Linked DNA regions of Sus scrofa: regions 1 and 3 are each linked to region 2. A link is a contact called in public HiChIP or PLAC-seq data. All regions are on one chromosome and are shown on one strand. The core of a region is the stretch at or near the end of the contact, and the rest is flanking DNA. Distances in the headings are between cores, read along the strand shown. Region 1 holds the start of ARID4A (AT-rich interaction domain 4A). Region 2 holds the start of DAAM1 (disheveled-associated activator of morphogenesis 1). Region 3 holds the start of PPM1A (protein phosphatase 1A).

Region 1 (3,893 bases), core at 374-2,873, 950 kb after region 2:
AAAGGTTGCTGCCAACACAGGAAGTGTTTAAAAATACTAGCCCAATGGACAACAATGGAAAGGCTGCACCAGCCTTTCCAAAGTGCTAACTGCTTCGGAGAGGGGACGAACTGACCGCATTTAGACACAATGATCATTTCTCACCCAATTCAACATGTCTTCATTTTCAGAAAGCGCAGCTTAGTAATCAATTTTGAGTAGAAAAAAATAAAGAAAAGAAAAATGACATTCCACAGCTCTAGCCTCACGACAGGCAGTGTCCAGGGCACGAGGTTCCGAGCAGCGTCGACTCCACTTACCTTCATTTTTACTGGTGATCTGTGGGGTTCCAGCTCAACGAGCTATCTTCTCTACCGCTGGAACCAAGGGGAGGGGAAAGACGAGCACAGAATCAGTCAACAGAGGGGAGCGACTCGGGGAAAGAAAGTAAACAAACGCCTGCGGGGAGGGGCAGAACCCTCACCAGGGAGGGCGAAAGAGCCCCTCCGAGGGCAGCCAGGACGCAGGAGCCGGAGGGGCGGCGAGAACCCCACGGGCGCCAAAGGGCAGCGGTTCCGCCTCAGAGTTCGCCAGCGGCCCACCGCGCCCCCGCCTCGCTCGCCACTTTGACCCGGAATGCTCAACTCAGAGCCCCAGGACGGCACGCTCCGGAGAAGGGCAGGGCGCCGTTGGGGCTTCCCCAGGTCCCCTGCAGGCGCGGTCGCCGAGCCTCCTCCCGGCCGCCCCCGGATACCCCGACTTCGGCCCGCGCCCCGCCTCCGCAGCTCGGCCCCCTCGGCCCGCCCCGGGCCCGCGGTGGCGGCAGCGGAGTGTCACGGCGCCATTGCTCTCCTTCCTCCGCTCTGCACCATGTCAGGAAGGAGAAGCGCTTCTTCACCCCAAGGGGCAGGGGCCGCGGCCTTCAGCTTGGAGGCGCGCGAGGAAGGGAAGACCCGCGAGGGGGAGGGGGCTGGGGGGGCGGAGAGGAGGAGGGGAGGTGGCCCGGACAGGGTGTGGGAGGGGAGGGGAGCCGAACGGCAGCAGCCGCCGCCTCCTCCCCGCGCCCGCCTCAACTTTTTGTACAGCCCAGAGCGGTACCAGCCCCCAGCCCCTCGGGTCCTGCCACGGACTCCAGGGGGGAGGACGCGCCGCGGAGTTAGAGGCCGGCTCCCCCAAGCAGCCAGCTTCTCGCCGCGCGGAAGCAAACTTAGCGGCGCGGCCAGCCCCACAGCCATTTTCCCGGGGAACCCGGGGAAGCGGCCGGGGAGGCAGCTGCAGCGGCTGTTCCTGCAGTTGCTGCCGCTGCTCCACGAACTGCCCCTTCTCCTGCGCTTGTCGCCCCGCTTGCCAAGCATCCCCCTCCCCACCTCCAAAGCTTCCAACTGTACCGGGACCCCGGGCAGCAGCACCAGCTGCTAGTACCGCTTCGTCCATTCAGTATCGCCCGCTTCCCTTCTCCCCACCTACCAACTGAGGGTGAAGTGGGCGCTGTCAGCTCCCGAGTCCTCCGCCCCACTGACCCCCGTGGGCCCCCGTCCGGGCAGCACCACTCTCGGCCGCCGCGGCAGTTCCTGCGCCCGGTTCCCTACTCGCCCGATTTACTGCCACAATCCACCAAATAACAAGCTGTTGAGCAGTCTCGCTTCTACACGAACTCCTATTGGCTGCTCATGACGCCGAAGAGTTTCGGATTGGAGCTCGCTACCTGCCGTCCTCATTGGATGTAGCTCTGAAACTTCCCGGATTGGTGCGAAAAATAGCAGGTAGGACATCTTCCACTTATGATTGGCTGTCTCCGAAGACTAACGTTACTGGAGAATCAGGTATTGAGTTAGTAAATCCTGAGAAATGATTGGTAAAGAGGACTCCGGATGTGCTTGACTGAGCACTGATTGGTCAATTGGGGGGGTCAGGAAGAGCAGTTCGGCACGAGGATTGGCGGTGGGGTGTCCCATGGAAACCGAACCCGGCGCTGCGCCCAGGACTTGCACGGGGGCGGGGCAGGTCTTTCCAAGACGCCTGCGCCGAACCAGCTTGTCGGCGCCATTTTGTCTGGGCAGCGGTGGCTGCAGCTCTATCGCTTTTTATGTTTCTGGCCAGACGAGAGCGGATTCTTTAGTCTGTAGATTCGTTTTTCTGCGGCACCCATCCACCGTTCTCTCCAGGACAAAACCTAGTGAACGTTGGAAGAGTCGCGATCTGCCGGAAAGGTCAGTTCGAAGCTGTGGTTGTCCGGTGGGCTGGGGGATGGCGCAGCATTGGAGGCACCGGCACCGGAAGTGAGGGGGCCGCGCGGCAGCCATGGCCGGGTATGTTCTCCCTGCGGCGGGGAGGGGAGCCGGGAGGCGGGTTGAGAGGGGGCGAGGCTTCCTCTCCCGCTGCCAAAGAGAAAGAGGCGGAGGAGACGAGCTGGTCTTTTTTTCCTGGCCGATCCTTTGGGCTCCTCTTCTCTGGGAGCAGTACTTCCCTTCTTTGGAAGTGGGTTTCGGCAGCTTGTCATACTCTGTGATCGAGTGTCACCAGTTATAGGCTCCTTTTTCAGGAAGACGGGGAAGGTAAGGTTCTTAGACCCTCCCTACCTGGGGAGAGGTGTTTCCGCGTGCTCCTCCCGCGATGAGGCAATAAGGAAACTGGGTTTGGGGCGCTGAGGAATTCTCTTGGCAGCAGCCCTGCTACTTTAGACGTGCAGCTGTGCCACCCTTCTGGAGCCTTATACTACTTTGGGGGAGGAAATACAGGGACTGAAAACTCCTGACCTAACCCTTATCATCACTCCTTAGAGGAAAGGTCCTCCCCGGTAGGACTTTGTTCAAGGCAGCCGTTGAGCTTGTTGTGATCTTGTGTTGTTTTCAATAGAACAAAATTACATTTGAAATTGTGGAAATAAAGTATTAATTAGCAAGTTGAGTTAAAGAATGAAATAATTAAATATGTAAAAATCAATGGTAGTCCACATTGACTACATTTACTCGTTAGGAGAATATCTTAATTGAGTCAATTTTTCATTCACAATAGTGCCTTTTCTTAGAATTACTAGAAAAGTAATTTCTTAGTTAAAATAAATGCATGTTAGTTTTTCTATCGAATGACCTTGTCACACTGATCTAAATAACTGCATAAAATTATCTTCATAATATTCTTGATTTGAACCCTCTTATTCATGGGGCTCCAGACTAGAAAATGATTGAATGATTTAATAATTTATTGAGATTTTTTTTTTGGCAGTTGGTCAGAAGAAAACAGGACAGTTCAGTGACAAATACCCGAAAGTATTACTGAGGTGAGCCTGCCTGAAAAAGTTTTTCTGTGGACCAGTAAGTAGAACCATAAATAGCAAAATGAAAAAATGGTAGTTGAAAAGTGTTTGTTTGGTCAAAGGTTCAAATAAGTCTGTATAACTAGCTTCCTGATGTGATACTTTAGAATGAAGTCCCCAGATTAGGACATACTTATGAGTCTGTTTACTCAATTATGCCTTTCCCATTTCTGGATTTTTTAAGTGCTTCATATTTTTATCAAGAAACAGTGTGAACATTTTCATGATTTTTTTCCTCCATATTTAAAATTTTGGCATATAGAAAAGATATTTCAGTAAGAGTTGAGAAGTGATTTTTTTTTTTTTTTTGGTAAAGAAATTATAAAACATATAAAACTGCTCAACTTCCCCTGGGGGTAATCACCTATAATTCCACTACCTAACTTAAGACTGTTATTATCTGATCCAAATAACACATGTTACTGGGCATTTGGAAATTCCCAAAAAGCCAAAAGAAGAAAAAAAAAATTTCTTGTATTGCTGCCACCAAAAGGTGTATACTGTATGTTTATCTTTTTTTTTTTTTTTTTTTGTCTTTTTGCTATTTCTTTGGGCCGCTCCCGTGGCATATGGAGGTTCCCAGGCTAGGGGTCAAATT
Region 2 (4,107 bases), core at 774-3,273:
CATGAAAACCACAAGGGATGGCAGTGACTTCCAGAACTCAAGGTCAGTTATTATTTGTCCCTAAAACCCTCCTGTGAATTGCATCTAAGGCAAACTGAGGGCCTTCATTAATGACCAGGGAGCTCTTTTCACGTGTAACAGAGAATTCCCTCCTTGAGAACGCTGCCTCCAACACTATTAGGAAAATGCAGGTAGCCTGAAAGGGGGAAAAGATCTTTCGACTGCAATTTTCTGAGTTTGCCTTAGGAAAAGGGCTCTTAATAGTTTTTTTCTGGGGAGGGGGGTTGGAGAGACCAAGTACATGTAGGCGAGAGGGAAAGGGGTCTAAAAACTCTGTCCAAGCTATTTACAAGAGAATGTTCAGAGCCCTGGGCTGAGAAACCGGTGACTAGGAGAGAGCAGCTGGGCCCAGGAAGAGCATCTGACCACACCCACTGGCCACGCCCTCCCAGCTGCCCGCAGAGCCACATCGAATTGAAACAGCAGTGGGAGCAGTTAAGATTCCGACGGCAGGAGTCGCCATGGCAACGGGATTTGTCTTGCAGGCAAACTCCGCTTCAATTCACTAGGTCCTTCTCGAGCCTCAAGAAACTACCAGTTCAACGAGGGCAAAACGGCCACGCGTGGCGTTCTTTCTTGACGCTTTCCTGCGTAGGTGGAGATGGGGGGGTGGGAGATGGGGAACCAGGATTGGAGTGTATTCTATTTCTGGGCCCAGTGAAATATTTCATGGCAGCAAGAGACAGAACACTCCAACCACAGGCTGTGAGCAACTTGAGAACAGAGCCTTTAGCAAAGATTTGATGAATGAGTGAGTAAGGGAAAGAATAAGGGGGCTGGGAAAGGGAAATCCAGAGGACTTCACCGGCCTCGCTCAGGTGCCCGGTCGGAGAGCAAGAGGATCACAAGCATTTGGATTTTCACCACCAGCTGGGAAAACCGATTATCCACCGCTCTTGCCCCACTGCGAGTCTTATCGTTAGATTATTCCACACTCCGCACCGCTTTTCCACCTCCTAGCCCAGCGCTCCAGGCAGACGCTTCGTACCAGCTCAGGTGTTATTTGTCGAGGGAACCATCAGTGCAACGGGCATCAAGATGCCCCCTACCCAGAGGGATGCGAGGCGGGAGTGCTCTGCGGCGCTTGGAAACCAGTCAGCAGGCTGCGCAGCCTCCCCTCGCCGCTGTCCGACAACACCCCTCGCTCTTTCCGCAACGCGGTTTCCCTCTAGTCTCTCGTTTGAGATATTTAGCTCCCAACTTTACCTAAATTACAGTCACTTCATCCCTTTCGAATGAGTCTTGAGATTAGGGTGCCCGGGATGGTAGGGGTTCTGCTGGGATGAGTAAATGAGTCTCTCCTCCTCTGTCGCCACCTCTGAGTCCACCTAGCCTGCCTTGGGATTCTCCCCTCCCGGAGCCTCACCGGGCAGCAGCTCCCGACAGCAGCAATGTCCACAGCACCCAGCTGGGGCCACGACCCCCAGCGCCCCAGCCCCAGGGTGTCAGCAGCAAGGCGGCGAGTGGTACCCCGCCGGCTCTCTTGGCATCTGAGCGCCTCAGAAAGAAAGAAGGGAGGCACCCGCGTCCTCGGGGGCGCCTTTCTCCAGTCTCGCTTTGCTTTGTGCCGCGCTTGCAGCCATTTTCCCAAACCGAGCTTGGCAGCTGGAAGCTGTCTAGGTCCTGTTCCCACCCAGACCCAACCTGAAGGACGGGTTTAATATTTACCTACTGGCCCGGGAGCTCCGGGGAGGCAACGGGAGGGCGCGCCGCGAACCCAGCGCCGGGCCCGAAACAGCGAGCCCAACCCCACGCCACCGCGCGGTGCCACTTAATGAATGAGTGCAGCGAGCGACGCGGCACGTCCCCCTTACCTGAGCAGCCCCAGCATTCTGAAAAGGCGGTTCTGAGCTTCGGGTACAATGGGCTCCCTTAAACAGTTTCCTTCACAGCCGCTCGTAGGTTACCAACTCGCAGGTGACATCACCCTCTCCTCGCCTGATAGGATACAATGTGGCGCCCACTGCGCATGGACTCCCGGGTCGCTTCTGGGAGTTGTAGTTCGTGTTCCACAGGCAGAGCCCGGGTAAGTGCGATACCAGGGTTCTTGGAACTACACTTCCCGACACACTCCCGGCCTCTTCGTCCACGCCCCTAACCCCGCCCCCGCCTCGACCCGCCCCCCCCCGACCCGCCCTCCAGCCTTGCAGTGTTAGTCCGGGTAGTTCAGAAGCTGAGCTGAGGACGCAGCGGGTTGGGAGCAGGGGTTGCGGGTGGGAGGGGAAGTGGTATCCTTAGGTCGTGCTCTTTGACTTGACCTCCACTCGGCCCCATGCGGGCTCCGAGGAACCAGAGGGGTCCGGGACTAGTGCGCACTAGCCCCGCAGCTCTGAGCAACCTGGTTCCGTTGGCCCCGGCCGAAAAGAGAAGATTAAGCCCTTCACTGCCTCCCCTAGGCGTAGCAACTAATTAATTGGGTTAAACGCAGTCGAGGAATTACCCCACGACCCAGAGGAAGGCGGACGCGGACCCTGAAGGACAGAAATGCCCCTGTGCCCCACTTGGTACAAATCACCTCTCGGTCTTCTCTTTCCTTCTCCCATTTAACGGAGTCAGGGTGACCAACCAGATCTCTGGGAACAGCTTAGTCGCCTGAGCCGACAGAATAACCTAGGGTGTCGCTAATCAAAATGCTGTGCAACAGACTAGATAGTCGCCTCAACCCTCCGTCTGGGAGCCTGCTGCTGCTGCAGAGATAATACTATCGCGCAGCCATGCTTTTGTTCTTCCCTGCAGCAGACTTCCCGCTCGCTCATGGCTCCCAGGAAGACAACATCCTTGCCTAAAGTTTTAATAAATAAATATACGTATACATGTACTTTTAAATACACAACACTCTCAACTTGCATACCTTTCTCTTCAAATTTTTTAATGACCTAAGCGAAACAACATCATGCTGTTCAAGAACTGCTGTGATACTAATACACCTAAGTGTTTATTTAAAGATAAGATGTGCAGCAGAATTCTGAACCTTCAATAAAATTTTATTTTTAATATGTAAAAATTTGCCTTGGAACTTTTCATTATTCAATGAATATCAAACATTATAAAAAATTAACACTGGTAAATCTCTTGATGTGTTTCTAAATGAAAAAAAAAATCTTTACGTCTAGTTATTCCAGTTGTAAAGGTAAATTATAATGGCATTCGATGTCGTAATCACATATAAGGATCAGCTCACACCCTTATTTCTACAAGCAAAATCTCTAGAGACTACCTCTCATGAAAAGAAAGTTCACAATTAAGATTTCAAACAACTCTCCACCTAATTGTTGGTGAAAGTCTTCTTATTTCTCATATCATCCTGCAACAATAACTGGGGTTCAAGAGAAAAATATTCATGGATCTAGTTGAAGATCTCAGGAAAGAAGGAAAGGCTTTGTTTGCTGAGAGGGATTTTACTACTGAATTCTGCTTTTTCTTTTAACAAGCCAATTCCTTATAGCCCAGACACATTTTTCTCCACTGAGGGAAGATAACTTTGAATGTTGCTCTCCTGTTCTGAGCTATTCCATCCATTTCAAATATTGTCTTAAGTGGAACCTAGACAATACAAATGTTCCATTGGCCAACAGATCAAGAGTACAATCAGTGATATTCTAGCTAATGGGTAGACTTAATGCATTGCAGTTCATTGTGGGAAAAGATTCAGAAAGAAACTTGACCTGGGGTGAATCTAAAAGCTCTTCCAGTTCTGTAACTTTGTAGAGCTTTTAGAGGGAAATACAATCAGTGCGCCTGAAATGTATTGAGTCCAATTGGATGTGGAGATTCTTTATAAGTCAGGATTTAGACTTACAGATAAAAGTATATTATATTATTGTGGTACACTCTGAGGAGTAAGTTTATAGAATAAATCACCTTAGAGCAAGTTCTCTTGAGTCTTCAGTAATGAAGGAGAGGATGAAGTCTGCCTAAAGAAAAAATTCCATTCTCTGTAGCAATTAATATTATAGGGATGTGCCATGTTACATGTCCATATATAAAGGACATCATACACAATAGATAACAAGCACAGAAATGAGCAGATGTACACATGTGAAGCTG
Region 3 (4,090 bases), core at 41-2,540, 910 kb before region 2:
ATTTTTAAGTACCATGCGGTGCTTGAGGAAAAAAAAAGAAATACCTCAAGCGATGAAATTTTCAAAACATATCTAAAACCGCTGTTGGTAGAGGCCCTCCAGAGCCAGCAGTCTTTCAAGAAAATATTAAAAATCTACAAGCAGAAAAGTATCATACCTCGACCAAACTCTAGCATCAAGAACTTTTACTCACACAATTAACACGGTTTAAAAGACGAAAAGAAATCAGTACCATTTACTTCAATGAATTTGTTCAATGCTTTAGGAATGAATGAATTGGAGGTATCACTGACTTGAGTTCTAAAAAAGCCTCACTCTAAGCTCTACCCTCTATAAAACCTGAAGCAAAAACTCTCCAGAATTTGGTGTTTCAAGGCCAAGTCCGGTCCAAAGGAAGCTTCTCCTCTTCTTTCTCGCGGCCTCCCTCCAGGGGCTGGAGCCCGGGGTGGCCGGGCGGTTGGGGGCGCCGTACGCCCCCTCCCCGCTCAGGGAAAGTTCCGCGGGTTCATCTCCGGTCGGGGCAGGCCTGGCCCGCCGACGGCCCTACCCGGCCGAGCGGCCGCAAACACCCCGCCCGGCATCTGCACCCGGAGGGTCGCGCCCCCTCCCCGCGCAGCCGCCACAAACACCCCGCCCCCGCCTGCCCGCCACCGCCCTCGCAGAACGTTAACCCCTCGTAGTCCGCCGCCCGGCTCGGGGGAGGAGGCCGGGCCAGGGGGTGGAGTTGTCGCGTCTCCTCCCGGGAGCGCCCGGGCAGACGCCCGGCTTGTTTACAGGCCCCAGGCTTTAGGCCTGGCCGCTGCCGCGCAGGCCCGCGCCGCCCGCCCGCCCTCGGCCCCAGCGTCGCGCTTACCCGGAGCAGCCGCGGGCAGGCAGGTCCCTGGTCGGCCGAGGCTGCGGCGGCCGGGGAGGGGGCGGGAAGGGGGTCACCGCGGCGGCGGCCGGCCAGGTCAGGCCGGGGAGGGGGCGGAGGAGGGGAGGAGCCGGGCTGCGTCCGGGCCCCCGGCTCTCGGCGCCCTCGCGGCTCAGATCATCCGGGCGTTGGAGCGGGAGGCGGAGAGCGGGTCCCGGAGGAGGAGGAGGAAGAGCCGAAGATTCATCGCTTACGCACCCCACCTGCCTTAGCGCCCCCCCACCCCCCTCCCCAACCACCGGCTGCCGAGCTGCCGCTGCCGGAGCACCCGAAGCTGCGGGCCGGGCCAGTGCGGAGACCACAGCTCCCTCGCTCCCGCGCGCGCTCCCGCCCCTAGCGCCGCCGCCGCCGCCGCCGCCTCCAGCGCGTCCCCGCGCAGGCGCGCTCACGACGGTGCCGTACTACCCCTCCCCCACGCCTCCGCCTGCCACGCTCCGCCCCGTGGGCTCAGAGGCCCCTACAGCTGCGGCGCGGCGGAGCAGCTGGAGAGACCCGGATGTCGTTGGGCAGGAACTGCAGCGCGCGCTGGCTAACGGGGGAGGGGTGCAGGTGATGTCACTGCCCTACCCAGCTTCTCTCGTAGCAGTGGCCTCGCCGCCCGGCCCCTAGGCAGAGCCACAAACGAGCGTCCGAATCCCGGAACGGAACCGGGACATGGGGCTTCCTGCCCTGGCCCTGGGGACTGGACAGAGGTGTGACTGTATGAGCCTCAGGAATGGGGATACTCTCCGAGCCCGGACTCGGCATCCCCCCTAGGGCGTCCGCGCCTCCTTTCGCTGGGCTACCGTCTGTCTGCAGATAGATACCCCATTCCCGGGGAAGACGCAGTCTACAGAGGCCGAGGACCGACCTTGTGCTGTCGACTTCTCTCCCTTACAGTTGCGGCCTGATCGCGGCCTAGCTGCTGCGGCTCTAAGGCATGCTTGTTGTCAGGCCACCGCCAGATCCCTCTCCCTCAAGCCTCCACACTTCCGGAGCCATCCTTGCCCCAGCGACCTCGGGAGACCTACGCAGGTGCTCTAGCCACACATCTCGGGTCCCAAAGGGCAGCAACACTCTCACCCTACTACCACCCACCCACACGCGAGTGCCCCTGATACACGCACAAGGCACATGCTCTGAGTTTCTGGTGGTTTTTCGTCTGTAGCTCGTGGGGTTCCACATTGTATTTATTTGCACTTATTAGACAGTCACGTGATTCTGTCACAGGGGACATCCAACCACCTCCAGTGAGGTTAAAGGAACGAAGGATTTTTCAAAATCTGGAGGATTATCAAAAATGTGGCAGCTGCTGCTATGAAAATTTAGAGATCTGTTAAACCCAGTTGCACGTGCAGGTGGCCAGAATCCAGTTTAGCTAGCTAGACTGCAGACAACCCGACCCACGCCGTTTGCAGACGCCAGGGATACAATGACAAACCCTAGGCGGCCAATGAATCAGAACTGGAGAGCAGTACATCACCAGCAGGGTTTCCCATTGGCTGGGATGCTTTCCCTCTCTTGTCAGAGGTTTAACCTGCTCAGGGATTTGACTTATACCACATTTCCAGGCACAGAAGTTTAAAAGAAAAATCAGTGTTTAAAAAAGATGCTCTTGGGAGTTCCCTGGTGGCCTAGGGGTTAAGGATCGGGTGTTGTCACTGCTGTGGCACGGTTTTAATCCTTGGCCCAGGAACTCCTACATGCCTGTGGGCACTGCCAAAAAAAAAAAAAAAAAAAAAAGAAGAAGAAGAAAGATGCTGTGCTACATATACATAAAGAAAAACAAAATACTTCATTATAGGAGGCAGGTACTTTAAAAAGAGCAACCAGGAGTTCCCACTGTGGCACAATGAGACTGGGGCATCTCTGGAGTGCTGGGATGCAGGTTCCATCCCTGGCCAGGCCTAGTGGGTTAGGGATCAGGTGTTGCCACAGATGCCGTGTAGGTCACAACTGCCACTGGGATCTGATTCCCTCTCCAGGGAACTCCATGTGCTGCAGAGCAGCCAAAAAAGAAAAAAGAACACCTGAAGATGTTAGTCATAACGTGTTCCAGCTGATAAAAAAGTAGATTTGTGATAAGGCCTCTCCATTTTATCCTAAGAGCTTGTACCCTGCTACTTTGTATCTCCTAAAACCACTTTGTTGCTCCAACTCTTAGATCTAAAGCAACCTATTTATTCTGTCTCTGTCATTCAGCAAGCATTTAACTGCTTTTAAAACTGTAAATGCTATCTCATTTTTCCAACATGACTTTTTTGTGACGGTTCTGTTCCTTTCACTTTTAGACATGGGATCTAACAACAGGATCAAACAATATCACCAAAAGATCACTGGCAGGCTGCTTCTTCAAGGAACCCCCAAATCACCCAATATCTTGGAGGTTAGAATTTCTTAGAGTAAGATGAAGATGGATCATTTCCAGGTATATAAAGTAAAAATAAAGTTCACTTATGCATTTGGTCTCAGTATCATCTGATGACATATTTCCTATATTTCCTAATTCTCCCCATGCTTGCCAAAAAAAAAAAAAAAAAAAAAAGAAAGAAAGAAAAAGAAAGAAAGAAATGAAATTAGATCAAAGATCTTTGAAACTTTGCCTTATTGGAATTCTTAATACTTTGGACAAGTAGCAGCATGATTAGCATGCTAGTGGACTCATTACCATTCTGAAACAGAAAAACCCATGTGAAAACCACAATTTGAAATGCCCTTAGAAAACAAATTTTCTTATTCATAAGGCAGAGCCTGAGTCGCCAGTGGCACTATAGGAACATAGTGAGCTTAAAGGTCTTGCCTGTCTTAACCGCTTCCTTCTTTTAAATTTCCATATCTTTCTGCTCTCTGCTTTACACTTGCAGGAGAATCTGGGTCAATTATAGAAGAAAAGGTAGAAAAATAGGAACTATAGTATAAAGAGATTTTTAAGGAGTCTGCACAGTGTACCATAGACTGCTGATTAAGTTGTGCCTTTCTGCTATTTCTTATTTTTGAACACAAGTTACAGGGACATTTTGGTATGAACTAAGAAATTCATGGGGATAAGATTAACATTTTAAAATTTGGAACCAAGATTCTTAATATTGTCCAAGTAAAAATGCTTGATATAATATGCCCTTCCTTATTATTATACTGCATATTATATTCTCTAAATATTATGCTAACTATTCCCCAAATATTATGTTAAGGGAAAAA

What was found. HiChIP or PLAC-seq counts read pairs in DNA pulled down with a chosen protein or histone mark.
Region 1: an H3K27ac HiChIP or PLAC-seq map of alveolar macrophages shows a contact between it and region 2. The contact joins the promoter of ARID4A here to the promoter of DAAM1 in region 2. A contact is called at or near these places in 2 of 2 datasets of contacts at active chromatin or transcription factors (alveolar macrophages and skeletal muscle).
Region 3: a contact with region 2 is called in an H3K27ac HiChIP or PLAC-seq map of skeletal muscle, with 2.7 times the contacts expected there. The contact joins the promoter of PPM1A here to the promoter of DAAM1 in region 2. A contact is called at or near these places in 1 of 47 Hi-C or Micro-C datasets (subcutaneous adipose tissue) and 1 of 2 datasets of contacts at active chromatin or transcription factors (skeletal muscle).

The regions. Positions count from the first base shown.
Region 1 is chr1:187,383,084-187,386,976 of Sscrofa11.1, reverse strand. It overlaps ARID4A (AT-rich interaction domain 4A), which reads right to left and starts at 1,623. Exons shown (of 24, transcript NM_001244179.1): 1 at 1,443-1,623; 2 at 300-356. The coding sequence starts at 305. It overlaps LOC102165044 (a long non-coding RNA gene), which reads left to right and starts at 1,961. Exons shown (of 4, transcript XR_301235.3): 1 at 1,961-2,189; 2 at 3,205-3,259.
Region 2 is chr1:188,333,251-188,337,357 of Sscrofa11.1, reverse strand. DAAM1 (disheveled-associated activator of morphogenesis 1) reads right to left here and starts at 2,023. Exons shown (of 25, transcript XM_021102694.1): 1 at 1,875-2,023.
Region 3 is chr1:189,246,174-189,250,263 of Sscrofa11.1, reverse strand. PPM1A (protein phosphatase 1A) reads right to left here and starts at 1,290. Exons shown (of 6, transcript XM_021062341.1): 1 at 854-1,290. LOC110259569 (basic proline-rich protein-like) reads left to right here. Exons shown (of 5, transcript XM_021085056.1): 2 at 360-776; 3 at 811-1,462; 4 at 1,793-1,927; 5 at 3,184-3,437. The coding sequence ends at 3,303.